Linked DNA regions of Mus musculus: regions 1 and 3 are each linked to region 2. Evidence: chromatin contacts called from public HiChIP or PLAC-seq and promoter capture Hi-C data. All regions are on one chromosome and are shown on one strand. Each heading gives the region's core, a stretch centred on a gene start, on an enhancer-like site or on the middle of the called end of the contact. The rest is flanking DNA. Distances are from core to core; before and after follow the strand shown. Region 1 holds the start of Crb2 (crumbs family member 2). Region 2 holds the start of Ggta1 (glycoprotein galactosyltransferase alpha 1, 3). Region 3 holds the start of Strbp (spermatid perinuclear RNA binding protein).

Region 1 (3,474 bases), core at 390-2,889, 2.3 Mb after region 2:
TGCCCTCACCACTGTATTCCTCTCTGATGTGTTAGTTCTACCAAGTCAACCACTAGCAGTCAGTTCCATGCTCTCAGATGTATCCCTGAATTCCTTGACCTCCTATGACAATCCAAGCTCCAGGCGCGCTCTGTCCACTGCATTCTTCAAAGGACCACCAGGTGGCAGCTTCGGGATTAGTGCTTGGGGGTGGGCTCCTGGGTGAACCAGTCCCTGTCTGTTGCCTGGCTCCTCTTCACAGCCCACTCCCCTGTCTCCCATCCCTGTAGCTACCCCCCAGGGTCCTGCTATTTAATATTCTTGGCGCCATTCATATTCCTGGAGCAAAGCACAACTGCCCTGTAAAGTCTCACGAGGCTGGAGCTGTTACTCCTATTTTACAGATGACAGACACAATAGACTGAGAGCGAGTAAACTCCGTGTCATTCAGGCATGTTAGGTGCCTATATGTTTAGCTGTGCTCCCCCAAGAGTGGAGCATGACTTCCTCAAGATTAGCGATGGGAGTTCCAGGTCAAGAGACAACTGGAGTGGGTGTCCCAGAAAACAGGGCAGGCCTCTAATTCTGGAGAGGCTACAGGGCTGGTTAGCCAGGCCTATGGTTTCAGTCTCTTCCTGAGCTCTGGGGACCCAGGGGAACCAGCAGCCCTCTGGCTGGCTACCGATACCCTGTGATGCTCATTGTCTCACCTGATGTTTCTCCAAGGACATGCCATAGCCCCCAATTGCTACTTTGCCAGACACAGCAGAGTCCAGAGCCTTCAGGGACAGAATCCACCATCACTGACCTGGGCCAGACATTGTCATCTGCCAGGGGCTCATTTCAAGAAGGTAGTTCCCTTTAAAATAAGATGCTGCCCCACTTGGGGCAGCAGGCCATGGAAGAAGAGATGCTTTTTTATGTGCCAGTGTGTTTTGAGATGATGAGAACTCCTGGCTCCACCCAGTGCAACATGTGACTGTGAGGTTAGACAAAGAGAAGGACTTTTCAGGAAGAAGGGTGGGAACAGCATCGGAGCACTATTTTCGGTAGAGCAGCCACTCAGCGGAAAGGTCCGCCTTGGACAGCAGGGACATTTCTAAAGTTGCAAACACCAGAGACAAAGATCAAGGGCAAATGGGGAGACGAAAGGGCTCCGTTTGGCTGGTGAGGGGGTGGGAAGGATAGAAGGGAGTCAGGGGGCACGTGCTCTGGGGCCCAGTTACTACCTTACTGATAGTCACAAGAACAGGATCTGTGTGGCTGGGTAGGACCTAGTGGGCAGCGAGGACAGGAGCCCCTGTGATAGGAGGGGAGGAGCCTTGTTATCTCAGGTGTGGAAGGGGCAGGTTAAGTGAGGACGGATGGGAGCGCTTCTGAGCTCAAGCAAGGCAGGCCTGAAACTGCGGGGTAGTCGGACAAGCCCCAGGAATCTTGGCTGGCCCCATGGACTGGACCGCCTGGCAAGAGGGCTTGTGCACTGAGACCCAGGGTCAGGCCCAGGGCCTTGCCTGGATGGAGCTGAGGCCTCCGAAGGGGCTGGTGTTTGTGAGGAGCGGTGGGTCAGACCCTCCGGGAGGATCCTGTCCGGGGAGGAGCAGTGGGAGGCGGGGCGGAGGGGGAGGGCTGGAGGAGGGGCCGGGCCTCTGTCCACCTCGTCAGTGCTGGTTGGAGGGACGCAGGGGCGCGGAGCCCGCCGAGCAGAGGGTTCCCGCAGGCAGGCAGGCAGGCAGGCAGGCAGAGCCGGCTGCCATGGCGCTGGTGGGGCCTAGGATTTGGGGCCCTAGACGAGATATTTACCCCCTGTTGCTGCTACTGCTACTGCTGCTGCTGCTGCTGCTGCCTTGGGTCCCGGCTGGTGAGTGTGGCTGGGCCTGGGGGTGAGCGTGGCTGGGCTGGCCTGAGAGAATGGTGATGCTAGAGGCAAGAGTGTCCCGGGCCCTAGACAGTGTGGGGACAGTGCGGGTGTCTTGGGACTCACTTGGAGAGCTCGGAGTGTTCTGGAGGCTTCAGACTGAGGAGTCTATGCGGTGGGGCCAGGAGGATGAGGGCTGGTGTGGTCTGTAGAAGCCAGTCTGGGAGAGCTGGTGTGGTGTGGCGTAGTGTGTTGAGGGAAAAGCTGGGAATCTTGGTGTGAGGAGCCACTTAGGGAAAGCGTGCCGGGATAGATGGAAATGCGTGAATTGGAGAAGTTTCAGCAAACTCAGGCAATCTCCATAGAGTCTGCCGGAGTCACGTGTTGACCTGGGATGCAGGTGACATGTAAAGTTGCCCGGTGGGTGGACGTTCTGTTTGAGGGGATTGATTGTTGAGAGTTGTGTCCTCGCTGAACTAGCTGTAAGTTGTCCGGCATGTTCAACTGGCCTTTCCTGGCAACGGGAGGTGTGGGTGTGGGTGGGGCTAGATTAAGATAGGGGAGGGGGAAGAGAACCAGGGTTAGGGGAGAGCTTGCCCTCATTGCTCCCTTCTATGGGTCCTCTGCCAGCACTTGAGGGGCAACCGGTAGAGCTGTTCCGGGTCTTTGGAATGGCTAGGGATTCGGGATCATACGTGTGTGTCCCTGCAGCAGGTTTCTGGCATTCCTCAACTATGCTGGAAGGGCTCCCTGAAGCCAGCCCAGGCAGCCAGTACATTGGCTTTGTCCAAGTGCATTCAACACTGAGCCTGGAATTCCTACTGGGGGGTCTGGAGGACGCTTTGGCTTGGTCACTATAGTTACGAGGGCAGTAGGGAGGGCCCGGCTTCCCCTGCAATAGGTGAACCCCACCAGTGGCATTCCCCCTGCCTGCCTACAAAGCCGTTATTGCCTCTTCTCTGTGGAAAGGGGGAGGATGAGGACCCTGGGTACAGCGAGGACCTGTTTTAGGGAGGAAACCAAATGAAGGTTGAGGAGGGAAGGGACCTAGAAGAAGCTGGTACCTGAGGCAAATGAGGGTGGAGAAACCAGGCAACTCCAGGCTGTCTGTACATTAGGGCGTGAGGTTCTGGGCTGTGCACTTTGGATCTGTTCCACATGCAGTACACAGATGCCCATGGCAGCTGCACAGATGTGTGGCAGGGACTAGGGTACATACTACAACAGGACAGGTGTCCACAGGCACATGCCAGGTCTCCCCTGTGAGCTCACTGGTGAACTTGCTAATGAACCTACTGTGTATCATCATATACATAGCACATGGCTGCATTCACCCACTAGGTACACACCAGCAGGCCTGCATTGACTTATATGCACTTACACACATATGGTCTGTGAGATTGGCAAACAGTGGTGTATATTTCCCCAGAACTCCAACAGGCTCTCAGGGGCCATTGCCCCGGGAATTCTGTGTGCAGAGTCCATCTCTGGGGATCCCTGAAGCTAGAGTTGGGGGCTCTACAAGCACGATTACCCAGAGCTGACTGAGCAAAGGGCGGTGCTAGGGACTTTGTGACTTGAAAGCTAATTTCCATCCCAGAGGAGATGAAAGTTCTGGACCAGACCCGATGCCCTCCCTG
Region 2 (3,324 bases), core at 266-2,765:
AGTGTACGTAAATTAGAGTGTAATTAAAAATTAGTAAATAACTTGTAAAGACCCCTGATTATTTATCAGAAAGCATATTCACTTCAAAAAATAATATTTATACCTGAACTGCACCTGTTGAAATGCTCAGCCCCACCCACTACCTCTTCCCTTCCACTCTCCCCAGCCCTTCCCCCCAGAGTCATGCCATCTGTTCCTTAGTCGTTTTCTTGCCATGGTGGGAGATGCTGAATAGAAAGTGAGCAACCAGGTTGTGGTGGCATACGCCTTTAATCCCAGCACTTGGGAGGCAGAGGCAGGGGAATTTCTGAGTTCGAGGCCAGCCTGGTCTGCAGAATGAGTTCCAGGACAGCCAGGGCTACACAGAGAAACCCTGTCTCAAAACAAAACAAAACAAAACAAAACAAAACAAAACCACACACTCCAAACAAACAAACAGGAAGCACACAAGCCTTAGAGGCTGGCTGGAGTGCATTCCAACCTCAGATTCAATCCAAACCCTGAGCACCCATAAACCAGTGACTTGGCTTCTCCCAACTTTGATTTCCTTCTCTATAAATCCAGCCAACAGTGCCAAGCTTATCCTGTTAGGCTGGGGAACCTAAGAGACCCATGTACACTAAAAGTTTCACCAAGACCCAGAAGTGCACAGGGAATAAAACCCATGGTCAGCCCCTGGCTCAGAAGTGTCAGAAACCGGGCAAATGGCTGCTCAGAGTCAGTATGGCCAGTGCAAGGCGGCCTTTCCTGCTCTGTGACTGAGAAAGCTTCCGGTAAAGTTTAGCCACAGGGGGCCATTGACAGTAATCAATTGATCTCCCGCCTTCTGATCTCAGGCATTCCACTGAAAACTGACCCTAATCACAGGGAATGGGGACAGGAGGCCTCCCCAAAACATCCTCTTGGGGCGTTCCTAACACAGAAAGTAGAAATAAAAGAATCGGTTCTATGTAGTAAGATCACAGGAGCAGGAGCCAGGGTCTCCAGGTACCCCTCCTAGGCCATTTGGGGCCTGCGCCAATACTCAAAGTCCCTGGAACCAGGTAATCCCAAGTGAAGTGTTCAGCCCTGCATTTAGTCACCAGACACCTGTTACTTGCAAAAGATAGCTTGGACCCGCACGCGGCTCCCATCAGGAAGAAGCAACTACTCCCAAAAATAACTGTAAGGAAGCACTATCAAAAGGCAGAGACTCCCGTAGTCCTGATGCCCCAATCCCTGGACAACCCGAGCCATGGCGAGCCCCCTCGCCTTTGCCTACCCAGAGCCTGAGAGCGCGAGGTCTTCAGCAGAATCGGTACTTCTCATTCCAAGAAGAGTCTACAAGGGAAGGTGTCAGCCAGCTAAGAAAAGGCAGGGCTAGGGCTCCACCCAGAATCTCCAGCCTCCTAAGACACACCTATCTACCTCCGGGCGAATGAAAGAGGCAGTCAGATCTGTTCTGGGGCCGATAGTGGCCCAGACAAGCAAAACTACAAAAATAAGAGTCCCTGGGGTCCTTCCTGAGGGAGGAGCTAGTGGCGTTGACATCCCCGCCCTCCTAGCCTCTTCCTGGCCCCCGCAGCAAGGAGGACAGCACTCTCTCCAGTCTCTGTTCTCTCTCCTCCGCGCCCCCCCCCCACAACATTATTTCCCGCTTTGCTGTTTCTTGGATGATTTTCAAGAGTTTGTGCAATCGCATATGTATGAAAATGCCATAATGAAACACAGTACTTTGCATGCAAAATAAATATAAAATAATAAAACGTTTGTGTGTGTGTTTTGTTGAGAGGTTCCCCTGCCATCTTCAAACACTTGATGGTGTCTCCTTGCAGTGGGAACGAGGTGGTTTGAAAAGTTGTGACGAGATTACCTCCCATCACCCAACACAGCAAAGTTAGTGCCTGAGACTTTGCCCAGGCTTGATTTTGGCTTGGTCCTTCCTTCACTGTTAGGAGTCTGTCTGTCTCTCAAATTCGAGTGTCTCTCACTTTGCCCCTACCTGCACCCCTTTTCCATCTTGTCCATAAGAAGAGCCAACCCGCCCTGTCCTAACTACAGTAGGAAAAGACACCTCCTGCTTTCTACACTCACTGGTTAGTACCGGTGGTCCCAGGATCTGATCTGCCCTACTCGCCCTGCCCTGCCCTGCCCTGCCCTGTGCTGCCCTGTGCTGCCCTGAATATCAGCTATTCGGATAGCGAGGGAAGGTGGCGGGAGACCCCAGTAAGCAAACAGATGCAGCGACACTGTTCAGGGTGGGACAGAGCCTAGAGTTCAGAAGTGGATACAGAGGAAATGATCGAGTGACCAGGACAAAAGCAAGGACCGAGGTAGGGCTGGGCCGGAATAGCGGCGCTCCCGCTCGCCCACACCTCCTCCCCACTGAAGCCCTCGCGTGGCTTCAGTGTCAGACGCCCGGCGGGACCCACCTGATCCGCAAAAGCAGGCCGGGTGTGTGTTGTCTGCTGCGCTGGAGACGGGACCACGCGGGCGGGCGGGCGGGCGGGCGGCGCCCTGCGCTGTAGGAGACCCGGCCGCTGCTCTGTCCGGGTGTGTCGGGTGGGGTGCGCGCCTCTGGCCCCTGCAGAGCTCGGCGGCCTAGGGCGCAGGCAAGTGGCGTGCGCCGACCCGAGGAGTGGGAGCCTAGAGAGTCCACTCCCACCCCCACCCCCAACACAACGTCCGGCGTGATGCACGTGTGATGCATCGGGTGTCCCTCACTTTACCCCAACCTGCACCTCTTTCCCATCTGTGGGAGGAGTGATGTTTCATCTCCACTCAGGCAGAAAAAAGCCTGAAACCAGCAAAAAAAAAAAAAAAAGAAAAGAAAAAGAAAAAGAAAAGAAATCGCTCACGGCCGCCTGTGTCTTCTGACCTGCCCATGGTGATAGGGGCTGCAGAGGAGGAACTACGGGTGTGTGTGTGGGGGGGGGGGGGTGTTACTGGGTGATGGGGTGGGGAACCGACACCCTATGCAATGAGGAAAGGTCTCATGGACACTGGCTTGGCTTACAGCCAGACACCTGGGAGCCTGGAAGGTCTTTCCACACTGGGTGTTTCTCTGGGAAGAAAGGAGAAAGGCCACGGGCTACAGGCTAAGGACTGCCCATGGATGCTTACTAGGCTAGGTCTCCCAGTCCTGAGCTCTGGGGTGAAAACTGGCCAAGAGGCATCTAGAGCATAGCTTGCTTGTGGCCTTCGAGCCTTGGGTGTCCTCTGATCGGGTTATACAGAGCCACTGCGACCTTCTGTAATTATTTAGAAAGGAACCCAAAATAATCGTGGCAGAGTTTATACCTCTATGCCCAACAAGCACATCTGCCCTCATCTGGTTTGCTCCAC
Region 3 (3,496 bases), core at 486-2,985, 2.2 Mb after region 2:
TCCTTCTAGCTACAGCCATAAACCCATAAACACCTCTCCTTTCCTTCAGTATAAGTACTATTCCTTTACATTTTCTACTACAAAATACCCTTTCTTCTGTCCCCTGCCTACTCCTTTCATTTCCTCTACATCCTACTACTGATTTCCCTTCAAACATACCCCCTACATCCTACTACTGATTTCCCTTCAAACATACCCCCGCTTCCATCTTCCTCCTCATTCCCAACTTCTCTCCACACCTCCTGCCCTGGGAATATTTCCATTTACACACACACACACCTTACCTACCACTCCCATATTTCCTCTCCCTCCCTTCTGCTCACCACCCCACTCTCCATCCTGCCACACACCCCATCCCTTTCCAGGGTGCTCCCAACCTCAAGGTTTCCTCTTCTGCTGGTGCCCACTAGAATTTCTCACACAAACACCCTCCGCTTCACTCACTTCTGCTGCCCTTTTACTGCTACACACACCTCCTGCCTTGACATCTCTCTCCACCCAACCTAAAACCTCCACATAACCTCCTTATCCCCATTTCTCTCCCAAAGCCCTCAAACTCAGTACCTGTGTAAACCACTCCTCCTCCCACTTGCTCTATCCTCCTCTACCCTGAATACAGAACCAAGCCATTTTCCCCAAGCCTGTCAACCCCTTCCTGTCTCCTTCCATACTTCCCAGCCAGATACTCACTAGGGAACTCCTGACGTCCTGGGCGCACACACACAGACAGACATCTCCTGCCTGAATACCCTCAATTTCAACCGCCACCATTTGAGAGAACCCCCTCCTCTGACACTCCTTCCCTCCATCTTTTGGGGCTCAGCCTGCTCGCCACACTCCCAGCTACGGACCCCTCCTCCGCCATTTCCCTTCAGGCGTCCGGTGGCCTTCCCGCTGCCTGCCCCATTCTCTGCCCCTCACAAGCAGCGCTAACCAGGGCATCTGCTCCTTCCATTTCTGCCTAGAGGTGCCCATCTTGTCCCTCCCTCCACCACCTCACTTGCCCCTGCCCGCCCCAAATCCCCCTACACACCCATCCGAATCCCCAAACGGAACGTCCTCCTTCCCTCTCGAGCCCGACCTAGGCCCCCATGGGTCCCCCAGGCGTGCCCTTGAGGCCCTGGTCACCGTGGGGCCGGGTCCCTCAACGCTCCCTTACACCCAAATCTGCCCACACCCTGTGCCCGCCCCCCGAGCCTCTCCCCAGCTCTTGCCCGCAACGTCCTCCAGCACCTGCCCCGAGTCCGGAACCCTCCCACCTCCCCAGAGCTGGCGCCCCGCACGCTGCCCACGCCCTCGGGAGGTTCAGGGCCGGGACCCGCGACCCCGACCCCGAAAGCAAGCAAGGCGACCCGCAGTCCTGACGCGGACCGGCCGGGTACCGCGGCGGCGACCACAAAGCTCAAGCCGCGGGGCTGGGATTGCGCCGCGCTCCTCGCCTCAGCAGCCGCCGCCGCTGCTAAGGACGCACAACAAACAATGCGGGGCCCGGGCAGCCTCCGCCAACTGCCTCAACCGCCGCCTCAACCGCCGCCCGCCCGGGACGGCCCGCCGCGCAGGCGCCGGCCCCGCCGCAGCCTACCCGCGCCGCCGCGCTCCGCCCGCGTCCGCTCCCCGCTCCCGCTCCGCCGCCGCCGCCACCTCGTCCGCCCGCGTCTCCGGCTCCTCAGCACAGCGGCGGCGGCTGCGGCGGCTGCTGCCTTGGTGGCGCTCGCGGATCCGAGCTCGGCTTCGGCAGCGACCGCGGCGGCGGCGGCAAGCACGTGACGCCGCCGAGCACGCCCATTGGCCGATCCAGGGGGCGGGGCCCGCGGCTGCTGGGGAACGGAAAGCCCGCCCCATCGCCCTCCGCGCGCCCCCTGCACGCGCGCTCTGCCGCACCTGAGAGCTCCGGCCAGCGCCCGCCGCCGCCGCGCCGCGCTGTCGCCTGCGTCAACTGCGCACCTGGGAGCGCGCAGGGCGCTCAGGCCCGCGGCCGCCGCCTGCACCTGCGAGACCGCTTACGTAAACTGCGTCCCGCCCACCTCGCGGCGCCTAGCCCGGGCCGCAAACCGTACCTGAGCCCCGCTGTGCCTGCGGCGGTAAGCGTTGCTGGGCGGAGGCCAACTGCTGAAAAGAGCTAAGCGCGCATTAACTTCGTAACTGCAGGTTCTGAGAGCTGCTCCCGGCCGCAATGAGAGCCGGCTTCCCCAGGTTCTGCGTCCCGGTGCGGGATGCTTCTCCAGCTCCAGCCTCGGCCTTTACGCTAACGGAGTAAGCGCCGCAATGCCTCCCGGGTGGAGGAGGGGCAGGCAGTACCTTGGCTGAGTAAGAGACTCCGATCCCTCCTTGATTCGCTCCCCCTCCCACTTGCCGGTTGTGTGACCTTGGCCAAGTTACCGAACCGCTCGAGCTTCAGTTTCCACTTCACAAAAACTAAAACTGTAATTCCTATTTAAGAGCCGTTGAGCAGATGGCATAAAACAATAGATATGAATTTTCCTGGCACATAGCAAGCACTGAACAAAAATCAAAATCTCCTCTCCCTACTCCACCCTTAATGGCCCGGGAAATCCTTTCCCTCCTTATTTCCCTCCTTAGGTCTGGAGTAGTCTAGCTAAACACCTACCCACTTTGTTCCAACGGTGGTACTGGGAAAGAAATAAAAGGTTCAAGTTTTATTTTACAGCTCTACGTTGGCATCTTCTTAGTGCCTAGCATTCTCCCAGGGGGTTCAGCCCATGCTTAGTGTGTGTTGCATGCTCCACACTCGGCAGGGTGCTAGAATGCACTGAAGAATAAGTCAAGGTCCTTAGCCTAAAGCAAACCTAGCAAAGAACCCCACTTAATTTGAGCAGACAGTAGGGGACTGACCTCCCACACTCCCCCTGGTAGGTCCCCTTCTCATCTTGCTCCTGTACCAGACTCAAATATTAACAGCTCTGGACTGGAAATGATTCTCAATAATACTTGCCTGACATGGACAAAGTCCAGGGTTGCATCCACAGCACTACCAAAATATATGACCTCAGTACTTCATTCACAGAATATGTTAATACTTAGAGTTAAAAAGCTTTGAGTATGGCCTTCAACTTCAGGACATACACACTTCCCATTGCCCCTCCTTGACACTTCATTAACAACAAAGCTGTCCTTTCCTAGCTATCCCCAGGTCTGTAACATATCCCTGAAGTCTATGCTAAGCCCCAGATCACTATGTCTGATTGGCACCTCATTCTAGCCTTCTGGAAACCTGGTTGTTCTATCAGTTTAGAACATACTCCATCTGGAGCCCCTTGACTGCCCTGAGACACAGGTCCAGACTCTTCCTGCTTGTGCATCACCAGTTCAACAATGCCTTGTTATGTCACCAAGCTGTAGTTTAGCTCAGTCTCTTCCCTGGATTGTAAGCATCTTGAGGAAAGGTTCATCCCTCTGCCTGAGTAAAGTTAGGAAAGACCACATACACAGAGGATGAGATCACTAAAGCTGGGTTTTACAGTATAAAAGGAAGTCT

The links. Promoter capture Hi-C pulls out the DNA fragments that hold promoters and counts their contacts. HiChIP or PLAC-seq counts read pairs in DNA pulled down with a chosen protein or histone mark.
Region 1: an H3K27ac HiChIP or PLAC-seq map of epiblast stem cells shows a contact between it and region 2, with 14 times the contacts expected there. The contact joins the promoter of Crb2 here to the promoter of Ggta1 in region 2. A contact is called at or near these places in 1 of 39 promoter capture datasets (the C10 cell line), 1 of 484 Hi-C or Micro-C datasets (B cells) and 1 of 115 datasets of contacts at active chromatin or transcription factors (epiblast stem cells).
Region 3: a contact with region 2 is called in a promoter capture Hi-C map of pre-B cells, with 5 times the contacts expected there. The contact joins the promoter of Strbp here to the promoter of Ggta1 in region 2.

The regions. Positions count from the first base shown.
Region 1 is chr2:37,774,610-37,778,083 of GRCm38.p6, forward strand. It overlaps Crb2 (crumbs family member 2), which reads left to right and starts at 1,640. Exons shown (of 13, transcript NM_001163566.1): 1 at 1,640-1,837. The coding sequence starts at 1,732.
Region 2 is chr2:35,459,934-35,463,257 of GRCm38.p6, forward strand. It overlaps Ggta1 (glycoprotein galactosyltransferase alpha 1, 3), which reads right to left and starts at 1,516. Exons shown (of 8, transcript NM_001145821.2): 1 at 1,262-1,516.
Region 3 is chr2:37,701,610-37,705,105 of GRCm38.p6, forward strand. It overlaps Strbp (spermatid perinuclear RNA binding protein), which reads right to left and starts at 1,736. Exons shown (of 18, transcript NM_001379315.1): 1 at 1,583-1,736.